Regions from separate parts of the Pan troglodytes genome. Here region 2 is linked to region 1. A link is a contact called in public Hi-C data. All regions are on one chromosome and are shown on one strand. The core of a region is the stretch at or near the end of the contact, and the rest is flanking DNA. Distances in the headings are between cores, read along the strand shown.

Region 1 (7,520 bases), core at 2,931-5,430:
TGCAGGTTTGAAACCTTCACAGCATGTGCAAGCACCGGGGTCTTGCCTTGCTTGTGTGTGATGTGATCATCATGGTACCACCCACTTTAGCCCTGCGGTAGCAATAATATCCAACAAATCATGGGGCTGATGATGGGCTACTTATGTATGTATTTTTGTTTGGTAGAAAAATATTAAAGCATTTATCTTTGTTCCACCTTTTGTGTAATTTCCATAGTGGTACAAACACCATACTTTAGGAAACATTGATGTAGTCCAACTCTCTTATTTGAGGAGGAGAAATTAAAGGTCTGGAGAGGTGAAATCTCTTTGCCGAAAGTCATTCAAATATTTAATGGCAGAATGTTGGAGCTCCTGACTACCAGTGTGGTGTATTGCCCCCTAAATCACGCTCATTTAATCAGTTAATCTCTTAGGACAGGCATGAAACAAATGTTGGTGATCTCTTGGCAATGCTAGCCCCATGGTGAAATGGAGATCTGTGATTGGCTCTGTTGTCAAGAACTCTTAAGAAATTAGAGTCTAGAAAAGACAGTTGTGCAAACAAAAACTTACTGAGCTGGAAGGGAGCCCAGGGTCATCCAGATCAATCCTGGGCTGAATCCTGCAAGGTCTAGGGATGGCCCTTGTGGGACCTCTTTGCAGGGCCAGAAGTCAAGGTACAAGAGGGAATTGGCAAGCAGGCAGGGTTGGGGGCCTCTTGCCCTCATTTCAGTCACAGCTGCACTGCTTTCATGTGTTCTATGTGTTATTTTCATGTAAAGTAGCATCGAAAATATTTTCAGGACTAATGTTGGAAATGCACTGTGCCTGTCCATTTTCATCTCATAAATAACATTGAGACTCCAAAAGTATCATGATTTTCTAATTAACAACAGCGATGACCTTCCTTTCCCAGAATTTCTATATCATAAAAAAGCAAGAGGCTAGAGTGTCCATGAACATGGGCTTTGTGATTATGCAAATTTGAACCTGAATCCTAGCATGGCTCAAATGGAATTTTTCTTCAGTTAGGAATTTAATAATGCTTCTTTCTCCAAATTGGGCAAACTCTTTCTCCAAGTATTTGGGGGTACTTGATGCTGGAAGCATCATTTGTGTTACCGTAGGAAGTTAGGGAGAAGTGGCTTCCTTAGTTTACCCTACCCCAGACATGTCATTGGAGGAAGGGGGTAAAAAAGGGAAGGCTATATGAAGAAAGAGGGAGAAAACAAAGGTGGCAGAGAACATGCCTAAAAGTCTTCCATGTGACTTCAGCTGCACTTCTGCAGAATTTTTTGGAAAGTAGGCGGTTGGCAGGGGAGGTGGGATGGGGCATAAAGAGTTATTGGTCAGTGGGTACGGCGGTTCAGTTTTGCAGGATGAAAAAGTTCTGAAGATGGGTTGCACAACAATGTGAATGCACTTAGCACTACTGAGCTGTACATTTAAAAATGGTTAAGGCCGGGCGCGGTGGCTCACGCCTGTAATCCCAGCACTTTGGGAGGCCGAGGCGGGTGGATTACGAGGTCAGGAGATTGAGATCATCCTGGCTAACACGGTGAAACCCGTCTCTACTAAAAATACAAACAAACAAAAAAAAATAGCCAGGCGTGGTGGCGGGTGCCTGTAGTCCCAGCTACTCCGGAGGCTGAGGCAGGGGAATGGCGTGAACCCGGGAGGCGGAGCTTGCGGTGAGCCGAGATCGCGCCACTGCACTCCAGCCTGGGCAAAAGAGCAAGACTGTGTCTCAAAAAAAAAAAAAAAAAAAAAAAAAAGGTTAAGATGTACATTTTATGTTTTGTACATTTTGCTACAATTAAAAAAAGCCTCCAGGAGGCACAGTGAGTGTTTTTGTCATTCACACTTTAGAGCGGATTCATGGTTAGCTTGCTGTTCCCCAGTCCACTAGCAGAACTGAGGCGGATGGAAACTTTCGTGATAGAGCTTCTGACACAAAGTAGCCTGGTCCATTTGCTCAGTTATTCAACAAATATTTGAGTGCCTCCCTGGGGTCAGGCACTATAGTTAGTCCTAGCTATACTAGTGAAAACAAAGTATACAAAGATCCTGCCCTTGCAATCTGGGAGTGAGGGGTGGGGTGGGGTAAAGTCTCAGAAATAAAATAACTAAAGCTCTCAGCATATTACAAGATGATAAGTGTGGTGGAAAAATAAAGCATGAAGGAGGAAGATGGGGTGCCTCCAACGAGAAGGGGACATCTGGGCAGATTTGAGGGATCAGCCCCAGAAGATATGGAGAGGAAAAACATTCTAGGCAAGGGCAGAATAAGTGAGAAGACTGTGAGGTAGGTGAAGAATGGAAGATGAGGCCAGGAGAAGCAGGGGTGTGTTGTGGGAAGATTGAGGAAGGAAGGAAGGGAGAGAGTGAAAAGAAGGGTTTTTGCTTTTACTTGGAGCAAGATGGGAGCATTTGAGGGGTTTTGAGTTTGGAAGTGACATGATAGGACTTGAGATTTTCAGGATCATGGTGACGACTGCACTGAGAATGTACTGAATGGGAGTGAGGGCAAGGCAGAGAGATGAGCTTAGACAGGGTGCAGAGAAGGGCTGGTCGGTGGGACCCGGGGCTGTTCTGTGTTGATCTGTTCAAGGCAACAGGGGTAGGGTTTAGTTTTAGTGTGTCCACCTTTAATTCTCCAGGTGCCCTCTAACTCCCCTTCTGAAACCCTCTGTCTTCCCCCATCTTCTCTTGTAGATGGAGGTTAAGTACATCCTTGAGGATGTCCCAGAGAGTTGATGGCTATGCCTTGGAATGGTCCTGATTCACAGCCCTTTGGCTTTAACTAGGTTTGTAGAAGCTCCTGTCCCAGGCATTCACCTCCCTCGGGATAAGAATCATCAGTCACCAGGGAGAAAATGGATATCTTGAAGCTGTGGGCTCTTAACTCCTTTAAAGCCGCAGGACAAATGATTTAACTGAACACTTGTCATGCAGGGAGGAACAGTAATCTTAGAAAAGGGAAGAAAAGTCTTCAAAATTCAGAATCTGGGGAAATTGCAGAGAAGGCAGCTTTATTCTTGGGTGTGTGTCCATTGTGGAAGGAGTAGGGAGGCACAACCACAAATCTTGGATGGCCCTGGCATACCGAGGGCAGGTTTCCCTTGACAGCACTTTATTTCCAGAATTGTAACAAGGCCCAGTGTTGAAAAGGGGAAGAAAAGTGTGGCAGTCAACAATAATTATGGTCATCTGATAATCATCAGTTATGGATGTGGGGAAGGGAGAATTCTGAAATCCTTTAACTAACCAAAAGTAAAACATCACCTCTGTCTAGACCAGGATTTCTCAATTTCAGTAGTGTTGACATTTTGGGCCAGACAATTCTTTGTGGTGAGGGCTATTCTGTGCATTGTAGGATGTTATGCAGCATCCCTGGCCTCTGCATCCTGGATGCCAGCAGCACCTCCCCAGTAGTGACAACTAAAAATGTCCCCAGACATTGCCAAGTGTCCCCTGGGGAACAGAGTTGCCCCTGGCTGAGAACTGCTCACCTAGACTTAGGCAGGGGCATTGGGTGCAGTCAGGATTGTTTTACTTCATGTCCTCTCTGGCTGATGAAATCAATAGAGTTAACACTAATAGTGGTTTATTCTTGGTCACTGGGATAGCACGGCATGTGCTGTTCTATTTTGAGAGAACAATTTTCCTGTGTTTTATGTAATAAGGGCCTTGTGATGCGTGGATTCTGGGCATCCCAACATATAAGTGTGCCTGTAAGGCAAAGAAACTAAAAACAAGGCACGCTCTGATTGCCAAGGAGGGGGCATGTTTTCTTTCGCGTCTCTCTCCTGGACCCATGCAATAATTAGTCAAAGTAAAATGAATATTAGCTCATGCTTAACTGCCTTTACCGCGCACTTGCCAGCGCTGACCCAGTAGTGCTAAACCAATTATTTTTTGAACTTTATGGCTTTAAATAATCCTTTGCTCTAAAATTCCCTATACCCCTCAGCTACTTAACCACAGGCCCCTCTGCCCTAAATCCTTTTCTTATACTTTGTAGCTTTTTAAGCAAGGCCCCTCTTTAAGAAGACATAATCCCTTCTCTGTAGAAAACATGAAAGACCTTGAACAAATCAAGATTTCTCCATGGAGAATTCAGCTAATCCTGTGCTTAGCTCCTAACAAGGAAATCCATCTCTCCACCAAGCACGCCATTACCCGGACTAATGCCTGACTTGAATAACAAGCAAATTATTGTGCTTTTAATTGTACCCTGCTCGGTCACAAAGCACATCTGAGACAGGAATGTGCCGAGCTCTTCCAGGAGAAACAGGTCATGCTTCTAATCCTCCTTTTCTGTCGCCTTCCCCTCCCCTCTTTCAATCCTTTTTCTTCCCAGCGGCACACACAAAAAAAATTAAAAAAGACAGCTAAATTATGTTTAAAATGGAAGAGTCTAAAAGAAAAAAGGTGGTAAATACTGACGGGAGAGGATGAATTATCTAGTCTCTGCAGTGTGGCTCATTTGAGGACAATCAATGTTATCATAACCCCATTACTGCAGGGCAATCTTTGTTACCCTAAACCAGGCTTCCTCAACCTCAGCAGGATTGACATTTTGGGCTGAATAATTCTTTGCGGTGGGGGGACTTTCCCGGGCATTGGACAATATTTAGTGGCCTCCCAAGTTGTGACAACCTAAAATGTACCAAGACATTTCCAAATGTCTCCGGGGGGGTGGGCGGGGGGGCAAAATCGCCCGTGGTAGACAACTATTGACCGAAACCCACCCATACTGCGATGTATTTGTTCCCCCACTGCTATCCTTCCTGTTCACAAACCCCAGGCAAATCATGGTTCTCGTTGTAAACCAGGGAGAGACAAATGTGTTGTTTCTGTAAGTAGAATGAGTGGAAAGAAAAAAGACATGAAAGCGTATGTTGTTAGGGGGTGGAGAATGAGCACCCCCTCAGCACCCAGTATTAGGATTTGGGGGGTCTCTGACTTCCACTGGGAAGTGGCTGTGCCCCTGGGTGTGAGCAAGCCAGCTTTTGAACGCCTGTATTTCACGCACTTCAGAAATAGGCTTGCTATGGTGAGACACGGGTGATGATGATGGAGAGGCTGCTGAGATAAAGGAGCCACTTGCCTGGAGGTACTGACACTCTCAGTCCTCTGTTTTAGACTTGAGCGCGGGAGAACTGCCCCACCTCACTCAGACCATGCCAACAGTCCTGTTTTGGACCAGAAAATCAGTACCGAGGCGAGCTACCCAGAAAAGAGACGTTATGCAAGCCTTGAATTGCACTTTCATTACAGCTATTGAGGCAAACATTTCCTCTTTCCCGGAGATTGAAAGAATCCACCCTATTTTTAGTAACTTACTAGAAACATAATTGCTTGTCCTCACTGACCAGAAGAAAAGGCAGGGAACGAACACGTTGCAGTTATCCCCGGTGTCCACTAGATGGCGGTGTACGTCTTCCTGAGAAGCCCGGCCTGGTTGCTGCTCGCAACAACTCCTTGGGTTAAGGAAGACAAGTGCCACTCGTCCTTTGGGAGACAGCCGGGTCCTCTCATTGTTGGCACAAACAGCTCCAAACAATTGCACTGACCACACAGCTCTAAGCCACATTCCAGGGCGCTGCCGTCTGCTCAGGAGTGAATGCTGGGAAAATGAACCAAGCTGCTAATTTGCTTGATTGGGGGAAAAATAAGATCTCCAGTAACAATGGGCGTAATTTATTTTTCCAACAAGAATAGGGGCAATGCCATTTCATCCCCCCTCCCAACTGCTACCATAAATGAAAGCAATCACCTAATTAGTCCTGAATTACTAACTGACAGGGTAATGGATCTACTGAAAATTAAGCTGAAGTGGAGAATTTGGAGAGGGGGATGTGATTTCGTGGGCAGGAGGGGTGGGAAGGGAAGGGAGGTGAAGGCGTGGAGCCCATTGTAGGGCCCTGGGCCCCTGCGGTCTGGGGGTTATGCTGGCCCTGACCCTGGGAGAACAAGGGGCTCAGTGAGTCTCTGGGCCATTCATTTTGTGCAGGAGAATGACTTTCTAAACCCTAAACCGAGGAAAAAGCATCTGCTGGGGAAGACATGCCCCTGAGTTCCTTTAAAAATGTTACAGATGTAGATGAATTGGCTTGGGAAAGAGAACACAGCCCTGTGGGGCCTGGCCACCCCGCTGATGGGGCCGGACAGGCGGACCCCACAGGGAGACTCTTGAATGCCTTCTCTCCTGAAACACAATGAGGGAAATTACAGCAAATCTGAGACTGAGTTTGGATTTTAGTGCTTAAGAAATACCCAAAGGGAATGAAATAAATGCCTAGTTACAGATTTTGTGTTTTTGCATGCATCCTTAGTCTTCGCCCCTTCCTCAATGGAAATAATGAAGCATCCCCACACCCTGTGGCAGGCCCTCTCCTGGAGAAAAGCAGAACAATAGGAGAGTAGGTAAGGGCTGAGATCTTCCACACAAAGGCTCCACAAATTGAAGGACTAATTTATTTGTTCAGAGATGCCTTCTTGTTTTTTAGTTAGATATCACTTTAATTGAAATACTTTACTAATGCTATTTATCACAACTGTAAACTGTCAGTTTCCACAGCTGTTGCCTTTTTCAAGCAATCTGGCAAATGTGTGTGGGTAAAAACACAAAGAAGGTTGAGGAGGAGTGGGCTCAGGCTGTCTCTTTTCACCACTCAGCTGGTCCACAGGCCCCTCACCTCCGCCAAAAACATATGCTCTTCTTCCTTAGAGGGACCCACTTCAATTCTAGTGCACATCTGTTGTCTTGGCTTCTAAACATCCATCCCCCCTCTCCTTGGAGGAGTACCTGGTTTTCTTTTGGGGACCTATCCTTTTCCCCGTATCAGCCCATGTGGCTTAGATGAGGTGACCCTACTTTCCTGCTGTGGGGTGGGTGCGTATCCCAGCTCTGGCCTAAAGGTACCCTCTTCCGCCTCTCTTGGCTGTGTTGATTGGCTCTTAAGAGTTGCCAGAATTATCAAAACATCAACAGCAAAAACAAACCAAAATACTCAGTTAAATTTCAGATAAGCAACTATGACTTTTTTTACTATTATGTTTATTACTATTATTAATGTCTTTTGCATGGAGAATACTTATACTAAAAGCAATGTATTGTTTATCTGAAATTCAAATTTAGAGAGGCATCCTGTATTTTATCTGGCAACGCCATTGGTTCCAAGAAAGGGACGTGACCAAAAGTGGTCAATTCATACTCAGCTCAGGACTTTTATTGGAGTTTTGGGAAAAGAAGTATTTAAAAAGAAATCTGTTGGGGTTGCTAAACTGATAGGTTATGTGCTTACAACTGTTGGTGATGATCTTTGCTACTTTGTGGGAACAGCTGCCTGAAATGGGAGCCAAGGCCACAAAGATCAGACCTGTTTCATTGGAGCAGGTGGATCCAGCTGTTCCTGAAGCTGGCCCTGTGGTTGGTGGAGATCAGGGTGCCAATGGCCAGGTGGGATCACAATTTTCTACCTCTTGAGCCTGGAAAGTAGAAACATCAGCACCAGAATATGCCCACTGAG
Region 2 (6,708 bases), core at 4,058-6,557, 150 kb after region 1:
CTTCATGAAAAACATATGACTCATCTTGGGATGTGCTGGAATTGGAGGGTAAGTAAAAACCCCACGAGGTCCTGGTAAGAGCAGCTGGTTCTTTGATGTTTATCAGGGGTGGACTCGGAGCCTAGAGAAGTGTACATGTGCTCATCAGCAATCAGACAGGAGTTTCTTATTTCTTTTGGGTGCTGAAATGCAGGATTTCTTGCTGATGATAATAAATGTGGAGTGCACCATCTCAGGCAGCCAGCCTCTACAGCTTGCAATGCTGGGCTCTTCATGGTATGATCCAAAGCTTCTTGGGAGAACAGGGGCCTCTGGCCCTAGTGAAGCAACGGACTTCTATGCTTTACCTTGGAAAACTCCTTCTGTTTGTGCTGTGGTCTATAGGCAGTTTCCAGCCTATTGTTGGAGGTAACATCTTACATAGCACCCCCTTTGCCTGTCTTTTGGCACAGACTCCTATGTCCCCAATGCACCTTTGCCATTGTCTTCAACCTAAAACCTGAGTGCTAAGGTGGAATTCAGGTTGTCAGAAATCCTTAACCAAAGGCTTAGGGGAATTTCTTCTGAAGGCTGGGTGTATAGCTGTTGCAGTATTAATTTTGTTGGGTGATTTATTCTGCAGTACTTGGTACTTTCTTTGGTTATGGGGCTTATTGTATTACTTTAACATTGCTTGTGCAATGTAGTGTGGTGGTAGCTAGAATATGGCAAGAAATTGATAAACGTGTGCCGAATAAATGTCCCCCTTGTACAAGTCATTTTTTTTTTTCCTTCCTTTGTCTCCTTATTTGTTAAATGTAGTAGAGGAGATCTTGTATGTCATCCCTACCGCCAGGTTAGGCATGAAGCAGGTGGAAGACACATATAGCACAGTGGCTTACTATTTCCAAGCCCTCATGTGGCTGATTTCTAGTTATGGCATTCAACTTTGTCCATAGTCCCATGTGGTGGGTTTTTATTATCCTCTTTTGTTGCTTCCCAAATTTGGAAAAAGCTTTGCTGCACATAGCTTTGTGTCAGCAAGACTTTGGGGACAAATGCCAGCTGGACCAACAAAGGGCCAACAGGATTAGTTAGCATGTATGTGAAGTGGAGCCAGGAATTCAGTGGAATGGGGAACAGAGGTGAGTAGGATAAATGTAAGTCTGCCCTCCACTCCATCCCCAAACTTCCAGTGACTGTCAAGAGATAGTGAGTTTCTCATATTATATAAATGGTGATTTGCTAAAATCTTTTTTTTTTCTTTTTGAGCTTTTCTTTAAAACTTTTTTACTGAAAAATAAAGAACAGGGCAGCTCCCAAAGGGGACCTGTATTGGAGTGGAGGAGGGGCGGTTCCGGAAGGAGAGGGGCAACTAACCAGGCAGATAAACTATCAGTGCCTTCCGCCAGCCCACGTGCCTTTAGAAATGAAGAACCTGGCTCCCTACCCTCTCACTGCTTGAAAGCCCCATCCACCTCAATAAGGCCCATCCCACTGGCCAGAGTAGTGACTCGGGAGCACCACCACCTTCGAGGGCTACCTGTGCCTATTTGATTTCTTGTATACAATAATCTATGTGATTCTGCAGATGACTCTAAAAAAGTTTTTTTTTACTTTTAATTTTTTGGGTACATAGTAGGTATATATATTTATGGGGTACATGAGATGTTTTGATACAGGCATACAATGCATAATAATCACATAATGAAGAATGGGTTATCCATCCCCTCAAGCATTTATCCATTAAGCTGCAAGTAATCCAATTATATTCTTTGTTTAAAAGTGTAAAGTTAAGTTATTATTGATTATCTTGACTATAGTCACCCGTTGTGCTATCAAATAGTAGATCTTGTTTACTCTTTCTATTTTTTTTTGTACCTATTAACCATCCCTACCTCTTTGCAGGGCCCCCACTATCCTTCCCAGCCTCTGAAAACCATCTTGCTAAAATATTAAAAAATAAGATGACTGCTAAAAGCTCAAGCAAATTCAGGCAGCTGACATTCGGGTTATAACTAACATCAATCAGAGAATAAGGCATTACTGTAACTCCAAAGGCATTTTCTTTCAGGCATGGACAAAGCAACTGAGCAAGCAGGCATGCACAGGTGTGACTGTGACACACGCTACACTATTTTCTTATACGGCTCATGAAAATCTTTTCCAATGTTCTCTTGTCACATCCAAACAACTGTTGTCTTTGGCAAGCCCTGGTTTCTTTTTTGCTATTTAGTTTCTTTTGGTTTGACGGAGAGGAAAAAAATTCAGAGAGGGATGGTGTGCAACTTCCAGAACCAAAAAGAAACCAAACACCATGTGTAAGTAAATGATGGTTTGAAGAACTGGAAGACTGGAAGCTAAATAAATAGAAGGAATGTGCCTATTACAAGCTCCAGTTTAACAAAAACTGTTGCCTTAGGGAAAAAAATCCAATCACCTTCCTAATTATCCTAAGTCTTTTTGAGTGAAACATACTATTCACATCAGGGGGCCTGTTACTTAACCTTCATCGCCCTTTATTCACCCGGCCTCCTAATCCTGGATTAAATTTCAAATTGATAAAATGCTTTTGCTAGCCACATTAGTGCAATAAACACAGAACTGTCTGCCATCAGGAGATACTTATATTCTTTTAGAAAAACAAGCAGGAAATGATGAAAACCATTTGGAAACTGAAGGGAAAAAAGAAATAAATAAAAATAATAAAAATGTATTACTGCAGGCGATCTGTGAACTGGGGTGTTGGGGGGAGGGGGTGGGTAACAAAAGATTTCTGGCTTTGATTCATACCTTCAGAGAGGTTTCCTTAATGACTGCTCTTTTGTGTCGCCAAAGCCATGCTCATTTATCAGTCTGTGGTTTAATCCAAACCTATCAGGACGAAAATTCAAGGAGGATGAAGGTTAAGTGACAGACATCCCGACTTGGAAACTACAGAGTTGATAAATGTCTGCAAAACTTAACGGTAAAGGCTGAGAGGGAAAAATCTTTCTCCAGGAGGCACTAGAAACAAAGAGGTGATTTGAGTGGGGGTTTGTGGAGGCAGGAGAATCTGATTGAAACACAAGGAACACGTTTTATTTTAACAATGCATTTAATTAATGGTGAGTCAGAGGAAAATTCTGAACCGTGTCTCTCTTATATATCAATGCTGGTAAATTTGAGATGATAAGTATATTGTAGCAAAAAAGCAAAGACATTAATCATGGGAAAACAGGTTTTAACAAAAGAGTTAGTAAGATGTCTTTAGCAGTGTTGTTTTGCCAGTCACTTTGTTCTCATTTGTACCTTTTCTTTTCTGACCTCAGGATGCTCGGTGGGCCTCACCGAGCATCTCCCTTTCTCAAATGTATGCATTCTCTCCTCTCCAAAGTGCCCCTTGTCTAGTTAAGCTGGTTGATCTTGCCACATAGTACAATGTCTGGCATGTAGTAGTGAGGCAGGAGAATAGGGTCTAGAGGCAGGGAACCTAAGGCTGATTCACGGTGACTTCCTAGCACTAAATCAAAAGGAAAACCCCAACTTTCTACGCCCAAGTAACAAAAGGACCAGAGGCTACTCCCTTTGCAACCTCCCCCCTTTTCTGAGTGGTAGATGAAAAATTGAAAGTACCTCTGATTCGTCCCTCACCACAACCAATCAGACTGATTGCAGGCCAAGTCTTTGTTTGCATAGGAATGTAACTTCATAACTTCACTTCAGCCACAACTAATCAGATGTTTGCATAGGGTGTAACTTTGTAACTTTGCTTTAGCCTGTGATTGGTCCCCTCCTACAACCAATTAGACTGATGGTGGGCCACTACTTCATTTACATAGGGTGTACACCAGGTAACCAATGGGAAACCTCTAGAGGGTATTTAAACCCCAGAAAATTCTGTAACTGGGCCCTTGAGCTGCTGCTTGCGGGCTCCCACCATGTGGAGTGTACTTTCTTTTTCTATACATCTCCGCTTTTGTTGCTTAATTCTTTCTTTGCTTTGCTGTGTATTTTGTCCAATTCTTTGTTCAAAATGCCAAGAACCTAGACAACTTGCAGTCAACACCCTCTACCAGTAACAGTAGGTGCTCAATAAATGTTTGTTTAATTGAGTCAAATTGTATTTGGAGCTGCCTTTGGTATGTTGCACATCCAAGAGACCTCTTTTACCATCCCTGTCTACTAAACTTGGTGTGGCAGTTAAGAGCTTGACTCTGGAATCAAACTAGTGTGATCTCAGCTAAGTTACTTAACCTTTCTGGCTCTATTTTCTCCATTTGTAAAGTGAGGTTACAACACTGCCTACCTTCTAAGGTTGTTATGAAGATAAATTGAGTTCATATGTATAAAAGTTCTTAGAAAGAAGAGAAAATGGCTATTCTGAGAGAAATGGCATGTGTAGATGAACATTTTCAGTACTGTAAAAGAATCAAAATCTGTAAATTCCTTAAAAGGTAAAAGTTACAAGTGCCTGTGGAAATTAGAAAAATGAAGAATTTGGCATGAGTGACAACTCTTTTCTCTACCCTCCGTGTCCTCTTATGTCCTCTTTTCTGGAATAAAAGCAATTTCAGAAAATACGCTAAAACCATACTGAAGAGTAATTAGTACTGAACATTTGAAGTTTATGTCCAAAAAGTACATCTGCTGGGTCTAGCGCGTCGCCTATGCATGGTGACTGCTCCCTCAGCAATACACATACAAAGAAAGTGACTTTCTGCTTCTAAATGAATGGTAATAATGATAAATCATGAGGAGGTTTTTACGGCTAGTTCCTTTTTAGGTTCAATAGTGACATTTCGCTTTTATCTAATTCTTGGATTGACTTCTGGTTTGGCTCACATTATTCTAGTGGATTCTCTCATTCTTCCCTTCTCCTAATTAAAGACTATCTTAACTAAGGCAAAGACTAGACTTTGAATCAGGGTGGCATTTTGGCATCAAAAGAATGAAAACCAAGCTTTTCATTGCTAACATAATCCATTTTTTACTGAGTGGGTAATTGTTTGGGGCCATTACTACTTCCTGTCCTACAAAGGAAACTTGAAAGACAAATCTTTGGGAGAAAACCACATGTGGATAAAGTAGAGCAAGATGCTGTGATAATAGTTTGGTGGAAGTGGTCACTGGGGAGAAAGAATTGGAACAGCTACTCTGGCATGAGTCTCTCTGCAGACTCTTGGAGCCAGTGCTCTGCTACGTGTTGGGCTGTCTCCACGGCATGCTGTCACTCGAGAGTGGCATTGTGGAACCTCTTTTGTCTTGGGTGGAGGATTAAAGGATGTCCCCACCTACTCCTTTCTCATGGGATCCCTGGAGGTGGGGCAACCCTGCAGACCTCATCTGGACAAAAGAGGGAGTGTCCTACTGAACATTAGTGAAAGGAATTAGTGTTCTGCAACCTGTCACTCTACCTTCAGTAACCTCCCTAACAAGGGCCTGCCAATATCCAGGCAAGGAAGTATGCCTTTTGAAATGTCCTCTTTCCCTTTGCTCTGTCATGAGAATCTATGCCTGTAAGTAGTTTGTCAGGAACAAAATTTCCTACAATGATTATCCAATATTCTCTTTTCATTTCCTTCACAAGCTTTATATTACTGTCTTGTATTCACTTCAGAATCTTAGTATTTAGCTTATTTAGAGAGATAAACAAATACTATGATGATGACAACAGCCAATAAACAAATGGTAATAACAGCAGAGGCCTAACTACAAGAATTAATTAACAAGAAACAGGCAACAGGCCCAGCTGTCTTGAGCAATTTTGAAGGCATAACTTGAAACATGGAAGATGTTCAAAGGACGACTTAAGTGCAGGAAAAAACAGCACGTGCTGTTCACATGTACACTACAGATGTGAGCTTTGTCAGCAGCTTCTCTCTCTTTTTACGGTAAATCTGGTGTTCGTATTACAAGATCACATCAATTATGTCAAATTTAAAAATGCCACGTGACCTAAGAGAGCTAGAGGGAGAAGTTCCACTGGTAAAGGCATTGAGGATAATTTTGTTAGCTTAATCTTAGCATCATGTGATGTTTTGTTCTGCTGTGCAGTTGTGAGGCTAAACCTATTTGTGCTTTTGTATAATACATGGTGTTATATTGAGACTTTTCCTATTTGCAAAGAAACTCCCTTCACCTCCCAATTAAGAAATAACAAAGGATGTATATTGAATGGAAACCATTTATAAGTAGTATGATCATATAGTTGTTCACACCACGTCACTTTTGAAAATGAAAGAAGATGCTGTTAATAATTTTGCTGAGACAATAGGCAGAAATGAAAACTGTCGCAGGAAAGTCAGAATGTATAGTTCCTTGAATTATAAGGCCAGAGTAGAGAGGCTAGATTTGCATCAATCTTCAGAAGATAACAAAGGTTATCAGATTTCAACTTCATAGCTTAGTGTATTTTGAGAGAGATGACATCATTCACAGTACAGTCAATTTTATTATATTTAGTCAGTTAAGAATGAGTAGTTAATGATATATTTCTGTCCACTGCAAACTTTTCCTCAGTTCCTTACAAAAATAGTTAACAAATTATTTATTTTTAACATTGACAAAAAATAAAGAATCCTTTTTTTTCCTTATCCTCTTGTGTCTATACACTTGATTTTATTTTCCTTCAACATTTGTTCCTCTTAATAGAGAGTACCAGAATATAAGAGTTATTTTCCTTTTGGCTCTCCAGCATACCTGACTGATAGTGGCCGAGTGTCTCACTGCAGTAGGCATGGGGCTTGC

The links. A called contact is a pair of places that touch in the nucleus more often than the background predicts.
Region 2: a contact with region 1 is called in a Hi-C map of stem cell-derived neural progenitor cells, with 6 times the contacts expected there. The contact joins two enhancer-like sites. A contact is called at or near these places in 2 of 7 Hi-C or Micro-C datasets (induced pluripotent stem cells and stem cell-derived neural progenitor cells) and 1 of 1 other capture datasets (stem cell-derived neural stem cells).

The regions. Positions count from the first base shown.
Region 1 is chr11:68,915,766-68,923,285 of NHGRI_mPanTro3-v2.0_pri, forward strand. No RefSeq gene overlaps it. Among named protein-coding and RNA genes, the nearest start is that of PSAT1, 140 kb to the left of the region's middle. Within about 2 kb of position 4,181, at least 13 of the 24 cell types and tissues checked have an H3K27ac peak or open chromatin away from gene starts, as enhancers often do. A contact at or near this core is called in stem cell-derived neural progenitor cells, where this site is marked.
Region 2 is chr11:69,065,479-69,072,186 of NHGRI_mPanTro3-v2.0_pri, forward strand. No RefSeq gene overlaps it. Among named protein-coding and RNA genes, the nearest start is that of PSAT1, 290 kb to the left of the region's middle. Within about 2 kb of position 5,308, at least 2 of the 24 cell types and tissues checked have an H3K27ac peak or open chromatin away from gene starts, as enhancers often do. A contact at or near this core is called in stem cell-derived neural progenitor cells, where this site is marked.